Linked DNA regions of Ovis aries: region 2 is linked to region 1. A link is a contact called in public Hi-C data. All regions are on one chromosome and are shown on one strand. The core of a region is the stretch at or near the end of the contact, and the rest is flanking DNA. Distances in the headings are between cores, read along the strand shown.

Region 1 (5,101 bases), core at 1,700-4,199:
CACGTAGAGCGGCAGGAAGAGCCTGTTGAGCAGGTGGTCCGTGAGCACGTCGTTGAGGAACTCGCAGTTGATGATGAGGATGTCATTGAGATAGTGCAGGTGGTCCAGGTGCTCAGCCACCAAGTCGCTGAGCTTCCCCCGATTCCGGTGCCTGCCGGGAGAGAGGCCCACCTCAGCCCCAACGCCCAGGCTCAGAGCTGAGAACCGATGGCCTGAGACGTAGGTTGCTGGGGGCGCTTCACTCACAAACAAATATCTGAGCCAGTCTCGAGAGACACCTATCCTGGCCCTACCAGTGGATTACAGGAAGGAAAAACGGACAGGTCCACTGCATTCGATTTTAGGGGACTCAAGGGATCCCCCATGTTCCGGGGGCCTCAGTACAATGGACTCCACATCATCACCATGCTAAAGCTTAAGCTCCAATACTTTGGCCACCTTTTGCATAGAACCAACTCATTAGAAAAGACTCTGATGCTGGGAAAGATTGAGGGCAGAAGGAAAAGGGGACGACAGGGGATGAGATGGTTGGATGGCATCACCAACTCAATGGATATGAGTTTGAGCAAGCTCTGGGAGATGGTGAAGGACAGGGGAGCCCAGTGTGCTGCAGTCCATGGGGCTGCAAAGAGTCGGACACGACTGAGTGACTAAACAACAACAACAATAATGGGATGCCTCCCACTTTCTGGGGGCCTTGGAACAATGGACTCCATCATCATCACCATAGTCCCCAACAAAATGGGTAAACACAGGAAGACCCAGGGAAGCTTTTAGCCAGGCACTTCAAACACGAGCAGCCACTAGTCCAAGTGGCAAGATCCCTGGTTCTTGAGATAAGCAGCATTAATGGAACAATAAATCCTCACTAGTTGCATGCTCCTAAGGAGTTCTGAGGAAACAGGCAGGCCTCAGCAGCCTCAGACAACCCCAGTCCTGACCGTGTGAGAGGAGCCACGTGGGGACGTGACACCCCAGGTCCCAGGAGGCCCCTGCCTGCTTCCAGTGCAGACACAGGCACTGGGGCTGTCCAGGCCCTATGAGTGGATCAGCCTCATGCTCAACAGGGACAAAGATCTGAAATAGCCAATGGGGCCTGTTCCCCTCCCCCAGAGCGGTTATCTGCTGCAAAAAGCACTCTAGATCCAAGACCTTTTGTTTCTACTATGATTATTACTCAAGTAATAGATGGTCACTGGAAGGGACACACAACTAAAGAAGAAAATAAGAGCAAAAAGAAATCAAAGTCTCCTACAGTCCTACCACTAACAGATAAACAGTATGTTATTTCCACATGGAGGTGATGGAATTCAAGTTGAGCTATTTCAAATCCTAAAAGATGATGCTGTGAAAGTGCTGCACTCAATATGCCAGCAAATTTGGTAAACTCAGAAGTGGCCATAGGACTGGAAAAGGTCAGTTTTCATTTCAATCCCAAAGAAAGGCAATGCCAGACAATGCTCAAACCACCTCACAATTGCACTCATCTCACACACTAGTAAAGTAATGCTCAAAATTCTTCAAGCCAGGCTTCAGCAGTATGTGAACTGTGAACTTCCAGATGTTCAAGCTGGATTTAGAAAAGGCAGAGGAACCAGGGATCATATTGCCAACATCCATAGGATCATCGAGAAAGCAAGAGAGTTCCAGAAAAACATCTACTTCTGCTTTATTGACTATGCCAAAGCCTTTGACTGTGTGGATCACAATAAACTGTGGAAAATTCTTGAACAGATGAGAATACCAGACCACCTAACCTGCCTCTTGAGAAATCTGTATGCAGGCCAGGAAGCAACAGTTAGAACTGGACATGGAACAACAGACTGGTTCCAAATAGGAAAAGGAGTACGTCAAGGCTGTATATTGTCACCCTGCTTATTTAACTTATATGGAGAGTATATCATAAGAAACACTGGGCTGGAAGAAGCACAAGCTGGAATCAAGATTGCTGAGAGAAATATCAATAACCTCAAACAGACAGATGACACCACCCTTATGGAAGAAAGTGAAGAAGAACTAAAGAGCCTCTTAATGAAAATGAAAGAGGGGAGTGAAAAAGTTGGCTTAAAGCTCAACATTCAGAAAACTAAGATCATGGCATGACAAATAGATGGGGAAACAGCGGAAAGCTTGTCAGATTTTATTTTTTTGGGCTCCAAAATCACTGCAGATGGTGACTGCAGCCATGAAATTAAAAGACACTTACTCCTTGGAAGAAAAGTTATGACCAACCTAGATAGCATATTGAAAAGCTGAAAACCTTTGCCAACAAAGGTCCGTCTAGTCAAGGCTATGGTTTTTCCAGTGGTCATGTATGGATGTGAGAGTTGGACTATAGAAAGAGTTTGAGTGCTGAAGAATTGGTACTTCTGAACTGTGGTGTTGGAGAAGACTCTTGAGTGTCCCTCGGACTGCAAGGAGATCCAATCAGTCCATCCTAAAGGAAATCAGTTCTAAATATTCATTGTAAGGACTGATGCTGAAGCTGAAACTCCAATACTCTGGCCACCTGATGCGAAGAACTGACTCATTTGAAAAGACCCTGATGCTGGGAAAGACTGAGGGTAGGAGGAGAAGGGGACGACAGAGGATGAGATGGTTGGATGGCATCACCGACTTCATGGGCATGAATCTGAACAGACTCTGGGAGATAGTGAAGGACAGGGAAGCCTGGCGTGCTGCAAACCATGGGTCACAAAGAGTCAGACATGACTGAGCGACTGAACACATGGATTTAAAAATCCAATAGAACTGATGAAGAGACAATAAAACACAGCAGCTCCTGGCCCCGCCTCCCCCAGCCCTGCCTACTCTCCAGAGGAAGCAGTTTCAAACCTTTTAGGGGTTTCTGTGGATAGTTCCTCCCTCTATTTTGCGATCTGCAAGGACCTCTATTTTGTGATCGAGCCATTTTAGACAGTACACAAGGACCTCCCTTGATAATAGAATTCTGTGTTCCCTCCGCCCCTCCCCACCCAGCAGTCATCAGCAACTGGTGTTGACATTATAACCAGTCACTGCAGAGTCACGTGGAGGACCAGGAGTTCACTTTCTTCCTTGAATAACTTTCGGTTCTTTCTGGAGCTGTGTCTCATCAGGTCTCATATCCATGACTATTCATATCTATATTCCTTTTTTTTTTCAATCGCTCAGTCCTGTTTGACTCTCTGTGACCCCGGCAAGGACTATAACCCACCACGCTTCTCTGTCCATGGGATTTCCCAGGCAAGAATACCATAGTGCGTTGCCTATGCCAAGGGATCTTCCCAACCCAGGGATCGAACCCGAGTCTCTTGAATCTCCTGCATTGGCAGGTGAATTATTTACCACTGAGCCTCCTGTGAAGCCTTATCCATATCTATATGGGTCCTCATTCTCCCAACTGATCTGTGATCCACAGAACCTTACTTCTTTGCCAATGTGGAAGCTAATATTTTCTCTCTCTCTAGCCCTCTGCAGCTCCAAGAGACCTTCCTGAGTCCCTTTATCGTCCTGACCCCATCTAGGTGTACTTCTCACCAGACCCGTGCAGAGCTGTCACTCTGGGGCAGTGGTTCTCAACTGATACAATTTTTCCTTAAAGGAGACCTCTGTCTGGAGACAGTTTTTGTCTTCACAATTGGAAAAGGGCACTACTGGCGTCTAGTGGGTGGAGGCCAGGGGTGCTGCTAAACATCCTATGACACATGGGATGCCCCACCATGAAGCATTATCTAGCTGAAGAGAGGCACAGTGCAGAGTTTGAGAAATCTTGTTCTGAGACGTCTATTTATCATCTTAATTTTTTCTTGAACAGATTTACTGATATAGAATTCACATACCAAAATCGTTACCCAAAGTACACAATTTAATGGCTCAGATGGCAAAGAATCTGCCTGCAATGCAGGAGACCTGGGCTTGATCCCTGGGTCTGGAAGACCCCCTGGAGCAGGAAATGGCAACCCACTCCAGTATTCTTGCCTGGAGAATTCCATGGACAGAGGAGACTGGTGAGCTACAGTCCATGGGGTCTCAAAGAGTTAGACATGACTGAGTGACTAACACATATGCACAGTTTTCCAACCATTATCACAATCAACCTTAGGATATTTTTATCCCCTCACCTCAAAAAAGCCCAGGCAGTCATTTTCCATTTCCGCACCTCACCCCACACACCCCTCCTCCAACCCTAGGAAACCACTAATCTATTGCTTCTGTGGATCTGCCTATTCTGGGCATTTCATATAAGTAGAATCATATAATGTGTGGCCCCTTGCAACATTTCACTGAGCATAATGCTTTCAAGGTTCACCCAGGGTGTCGCGTAAGTGTCGGTACTTCGGTCCTTTTTATTGCTGAATACTATTCCACTGCAAGCTGTGTCTCATCCATCCTGAGATGGATACCACACGGTGTTTATCCAATCACCAGTGGAAGGTCATCTTCATTTTTTCACCAGCTGCCCAGCACCCTACGGGTGCACTCGATTCATTTACCCTGTTCCTCTCTCAGCGGTACTCAGAGGTATCTCAGCGGTTTCCAACTTTCTATTGCTAAGAATAGTGGAAAGCTGGGTGGAACCTTTCAGAGTATGGAAGTCCATATTCTGCCTACGCACAGGCTGGGGCGGGGGGTGGTGGTTAGTTTTGTTCCAGTGTTGGGCTTTTTTCTCAATGAGAACAGAATTCTCCCCAAAGCATTCTGTCCACCTAACAGGCACCCTGGGGTAGTCACTTACTCTTCATCTGTTTGTACACAGTTATCAAGCTCGATCACGTGGCTCCCAATGAACCAGACCAAATTGGAGAAGTAAGGGACGGCGGTTTTGTCTCTGATATAGTGTAGCATGGCCTGGTTATCCACTGAGAAGATTCACAAAAGAAGAGAAAAAAAGAAAGTCAAGCTACCAAAAATAACTTGGGGGGAGATTAAAAAAAAGAAAATGCATGAAAAAGCCCTTTACTACAATCTGACTCTTTTCTGTCTTGCCTGGAAATACTTTAAAACAGTTGCCTCATTCAGAAAACTATGAAGGTAGTTATATTATTTTTGTAATTAATAAAATCAATGAATCAGGGTTAAACATTGATAGTGCATGAGGAAACCTACTTATCAGCAGTGC
Region 2 (5,101 bases), core at 1,379-3,878, 260 kb before region 1:
GGCTTAGGATGCAAATGCATCCCTCTTATTTCCTTGATATCTACTGTTTCACCAGAAGACAGACCAGGATTGGAGACCACCAGGAATCCAGCTGGGGCAGAGGGTGGGGAGAGGAGGTGGGAAGGAAATCTATAGCACAGCAAACGGGTGAAAGCTTTAGGGTCTGAGCTCCTGGGTGTGAACCTCCGCCCTGCCCCTTCTGAGTTGTGTGCCCCTGGGCGAGTGACTCCCCCCTCAGTTTCTCTATCTGTAAAATGGGGCAGATTGGATCGTTGTGTCAGTCTAATGGTCTAAGGACTGTATTTATTATCCAGCTAGTTTAGGCCAGTACATCACGTATGTGTGTGCTAAGTCGCCTCTGTCACGTCTGACTCTTTGCGACCTCATGGACTGTAGCCCGCCAGGCTCCTCTGTCCATGGAATTCTCCAGGCAAGAATACTGGAGCAGGTTGCCATTTCCTTCTCCAGGGGACCTTCCTGACCCAGGGATCGAACTCACGTCTCTTATGTCTCCTGCACTGGTGGGCGGGTTCTTTGCCGCTAGTGCCACTTGGGAAGAACCTAACACATCACAGGTAACAGTAAATGAAATGAAGAAGGGGGCTCCGTGGGGATGGGTGGGCATGTGGCAACAAGTAGGGGGTCAGAGGAGGAGGTCCTAGTGCTCAGGAATAAGAGGGAACTCTTCGAAACAGCCATCTGGGCTGTCAATGAGTGGTAGGGGGCATATGGGCCATCAGACATAGATCTGCTCTGGGCAAGGAGACATGCTGGCAGGAAGACAAGTCACGCAGGAGCCAGCCCAGCCTGGCTGCCTTCTCTGGGCCTGGACCACCCGCCTCCAGCTCGAGTGAGAAGGAGGTGCTGTGTCTCCCCGCTGCCAGCAGCCAGGGGCCTGGTTAACCCCCATGCAACGCTCTCCTTTCACTCCACCCATGCTGTCTATGGCCTGCTTTCCTCGCACTAGGACTTCTAACATGAAGCCATGAGCTCCAATATGCTGTCACAGCTGCTGACGGCCGCCGATGAACAACAGCAGCAAAAGCAATCACCTACTGAATGCCTCTGATGCACCAGGGACTGGTGTAAGCACATGACCCCTAATCACTCTTTTAATCCCCACACTCTGAGGGAGATGTTATTACCCCCTTCAGAGATGAGGAAACCAGGCAAGGGAGTTAATTACACGTCCAAAGTCAGAGGGACAGAAAGTTGCAAAATTAGAATTGGAAACTAGGCAGACTGCGGCCAGAGTCCAGCTTCCAACCACTGCTTTGTGCTGCTACCCATTGCAGGGCAGCCCCCCGCAGGCGCTCCGGGCTGACCACAGCACCCGAACACTGGCACAGGCATGGCTCTGCACCTTCTCATGCCCTTGCACACACACACACACACCCCCAGGACGACCACATCAACGACCAACATCAGCTGCTGCCAACACACACACACACACACACGCACAGACACCCCCCCCCAGGGACGACCACATCAACGACCAACATCAGCTGCTGCCACACACACACACACCCCCAGGACGACCACATCAACGCCCAACATCAGCCGCTGCCAACACACACACACACACACACACACGCACGCACACACCCCCCCCCAGGACGACCACATCAATGACCAACATCAGCTGCTGCCACACACACACACACACACACACACCCCAGGACGACCACATCAACGACCAACATCAGCTGCTGCCAACACACACACACACACACACACCCCAGGACGACCACATCAACGACCAACATCAGCTACTGTCACACACACACACAGACACACACACACACCCCAGGACGACCACATCAACGCCCAACATCAGCCGCTGCCAACACACACACACACACACACACACACACACACGCACGCACACACCCCCCCCCCAGGACGACCACATCAACGACCAACATCAGCTGCTGCCAACACACACACACACACACACCCCAGGACGACCACATCAACGACCAACATCAGCTGCTGTCACACACACACACAGACACACACACACACACACACACCCCAGGACGACCACATCAACGACCAACATCAGCTGCTGCCACACACACACACACACACACACACACACACACACCCCTAGGACAACCACATCAACGACCAACATCAGCTGCTGCCACACACACACACACACACACATCCCTAGGACGACCACATCAACGACCAACATCAGCTGCTGCCACACACACACACACACACACACACACACACACACACACACCCAGGACGACCACATCAACAACCAACATCAGCTGCTGCCACACACACACACAGACACACACACACGGATTCCGGGAGACAGTGGGATCCTACACAAGGTGGGTTCTGGGCCATGCTCTTGTGTTCACCAGGAAACACGGGGATCCTGGGCTCTGCCCGGGGTCAGGGGAGGAAAGCGCCAGGGAGGCTGGCAGGAGGACCTGGCGCCAGGGCTAGGAGCCAAGCGGCAAAGCTGCGCTGCGGCCTGAGAGTTGCCTGTAGAGGGCAGTGTGTGCCAGCATTGGGCAGGACCCTGCCAAACCTAGCTACTCCGCCTGACCCCTCCAGGCTGTGAGATTCACCACCCACCAGCCGGCCCCCAAGCTCATTTGTTCTTTCTTTCGTTCAGAAATACATGTACTAGCTAGGCACCTACTCCATGCCCTTCTATGACAGACAGCATCATACACAAACGAACAAACCGTTACGGGTACCCCATCATTCCAAGACCCGAGGTATGAGTGTGGGGAGGGAGCAGCTGGGGGCAGGGGGGTGGGATCTGTAAGAGAGGAGGGAGGAAGAGGAGGGGCTGGCCAGGAAAGCTCAGAGTAGGCTTCTGCAATGATCACATCTGAAAATGAACTCTCTTTCCCCTGGGCTCCAAAGTGCATTTAGAGGTGCCCAGTTGCTCCCTTCTCTCCCCCAAATAAAAGCGAGCAGGGTGTGCCTCGTTTGGAGCTCCCCCTCTGCCAGTCACCGGGCCTCAGTTTCTCCAGCTATCTGGCAGGAGAAAAGGCAGGCCAAGGCCGCCGGGGACCTTGCCAGGCCCCACCCGGTTTCCAAGGAACTGGGCTCGCAGTCGAGGTACCCCTCCCGCGCAGCCAAAGGGTTCCTCCGAAGCCTGTGGTCAACCCGCCGCTTCCTGGGAACCCTAAGACAAGACCAGGGACAGAGACAGGCAGGGAGGGATGCGGATGCGGCCATCTAGAGGCTCCAGGACGAGGGGGGGCAGGGCGATGGAGGCAGCAGTCCCGAGGGGTCCCAGGTGAGACCCCAGGATAGGGTGGATGTGTCCGGCTCCAGAGTAGAGGACAGAGGTCTACCAGAGATGGGTGCTGAGACACCTGGCGGAGGTGACTGGTGTGTCAGGGCCAGTCCGGAGTATCCTAATGGGCTTGCCTGAAGAAATCTGCGACCGAAGGCAGTGGGGGCACCGGAGAGCCGCCAGGTCCGAAAGGGAGGGTGCTGAGAAGTGCCCCGGAGATTCAAGGGCAGTGCTAGAGACCTTGACAGACCGGTCCTAGACAGGTGCGAGGCTAGGTCAGGGCTGGGGGACCTCCCCGAGGAGGGGTCCCGGATTTGTGGGAAAAGTCGAGTAGCGCCCGCCACCGCGGTGCGCAGAAAAAGAAACCGAAAGTGGCGCGGAAGGGCGGGCCTGGAGGGGGCGGAGCCGGCAGGGGCGGGGCCTCGCAAGCCCCAAGCCTCAGAGCCGGTTTAAAAGACTGGTGCAGGGGCGGGCGCGCAGCAGAAAGAGCTGCGGCCGTGGCAGCTGCACGGCTCCCGGCCCCGGAGCATGCGCGAGAGCCGCCCCGGAGACCCCCGCCGCCCCGCCCGCGGCGCCCCGCGCCCCGCCGCCAGGTGAGACGGACGCTGGGCGACGAAGCTAGAGGGAGAGGGGAGGAACGCACGGGACCGCCCGGGGCCGGGGCGGCCTCGGGGGCTGCGTGGTGGGGTCGCGGCCGCCACGCCCCTGGCCCCTGCGGGCCCCAGCCTGGCGGACCCCGCGCTTGGGGTACCCGCAGCGCCGCTTTCTCCTGCTTTTTTGCCCGAATCGCCCGGACGAGGCGCCCGTTCCCGCCCTGGCCGGCAGGCGGCAGCCGCGGGGCGGTGAGCCGAGGACCCGGTGGCCCGAGTCCGGGACAGGCTTCTGCTCGGCGCTTCTCTCCACGCCCCCTTCTCGACTCGGACTCGGAGGCGGCACAGCGCGCCGCCGAGCTCCCACCCGCCAGCAAGCCCATTTTCTAGATGAGTCCACTGAGGCTCAAAGGGCCGCGCGGACGCAGGCTTGAGCCCTCGGCCCTTTAGGAGCGGCTCAGCCCAGGGCCCCGCCCCTCCCGAGCTGCCTCGCGGGCCCTCACCTGCCCAGTCTCACCCGGACTCCCTGCTCACTGCCTGTCTCCCCCATCAGCGCACCCCCGGACGCTATGGCCCACCCCTCCGGCCGGCCCCGCGTGTAGGATGGTAGCACACAACCAGGTGGCAGCCGACAATGCAATCTCTACGGCAGCAGAGCCCAGACGGCGGCCAGAGCCTTCTTCCTCCTCCTCTTCTTCTTCCACCTCCTCGCCCTCGTCCGCGGCCCCGGCGCGCCTGCGGCCCTGCCCGGCGGCCGCGGCCCCGGCCCCCGGCGATACACACTTTCGCACGTTCCGCTCGCACGCCGAGTACCGGCGCATCACCCGCGCCAGCGCGCTCCTCGACGCCTGCGGCTTCTACTGGGGGCCCCTGAGCGTGCACGGAGCGCACGAGCGGCTGCGCGCCGAGCCCGTGGGCACCTTCCTGGTGCGCGACAGCCGACAGAGGAACTGCTTCTTCGCCCTCAGCGTGAAGATGGCCTCGGGCCCCACGAGCATCCGCGTGCACTTCCAGGCCGGCCGCTTCCACCTGGACGGTAGCCGCGAGAGCTTCGACTGCCTCTTCGAGCTGCTGGAGCACTACGTGGCGGCTCCGCGCCGCATGCTGGGGGCCCCGCTGCGCCAGCGCCGCGTGCGGCCGCTGCAGGAGCTGTGCCGCCAGCGCATCGTGGCCACCGTGGGCCGCGAGAACCTGGCGCGCATCCCCCTCAACCCCGTCCTCCTCGACTACCTGAGCT

The links. Hi-C and Micro-C count contacts between places; a contact is called where the count stands out from the background.
Region 2: a contact with region 1 is called in a Hi-C map of hypothalamus, with 11 times the contacts expected there. The contact joins the promoter of SOCS1 here to the enhancer-like site in region 1. A contact is called at or near these places in 15 of 16 Hi-C or Micro-C datasets (blood, hypothalamus, liver and 7 more).

The regions. Positions count from the first base shown.
Region 1 is chr24:10,178,564-10,183,664 of ARS-UI_Ramb_v3.0, reverse strand. It overlaps CLEC16A (C-type lectin domain containing 16A), which reads right to left. Exons shown (of 22, transcript XM_060405630.1): 6 at 4,718-4,841; 7 at 1-151. Among named protein-coding and RNA genes, the nearest start is that of CLEC16A, 37 kb to the right of the region's middle. Within about 2 kb of position 2,949, at least 5 of the 54 cell types and tissues checked have an H3K27ac peak or open chromatin away from gene starts, as enhancers often do. A contact at or near this core is called in hypothalamus, where this site is marked.
Region 2 is chr24:10,434,670-10,439,770 of ARS-UI_Ramb_v3.0, reverse strand. SOCS1 (suppressor of cytokine signaling 1) reads left to right here and starts at 2,628. Exons shown (of 2, transcript XM_042239945.2): 1 at 2,628-2,744; 2 at 4,418-5,101. The coding sequence starts at 2,669.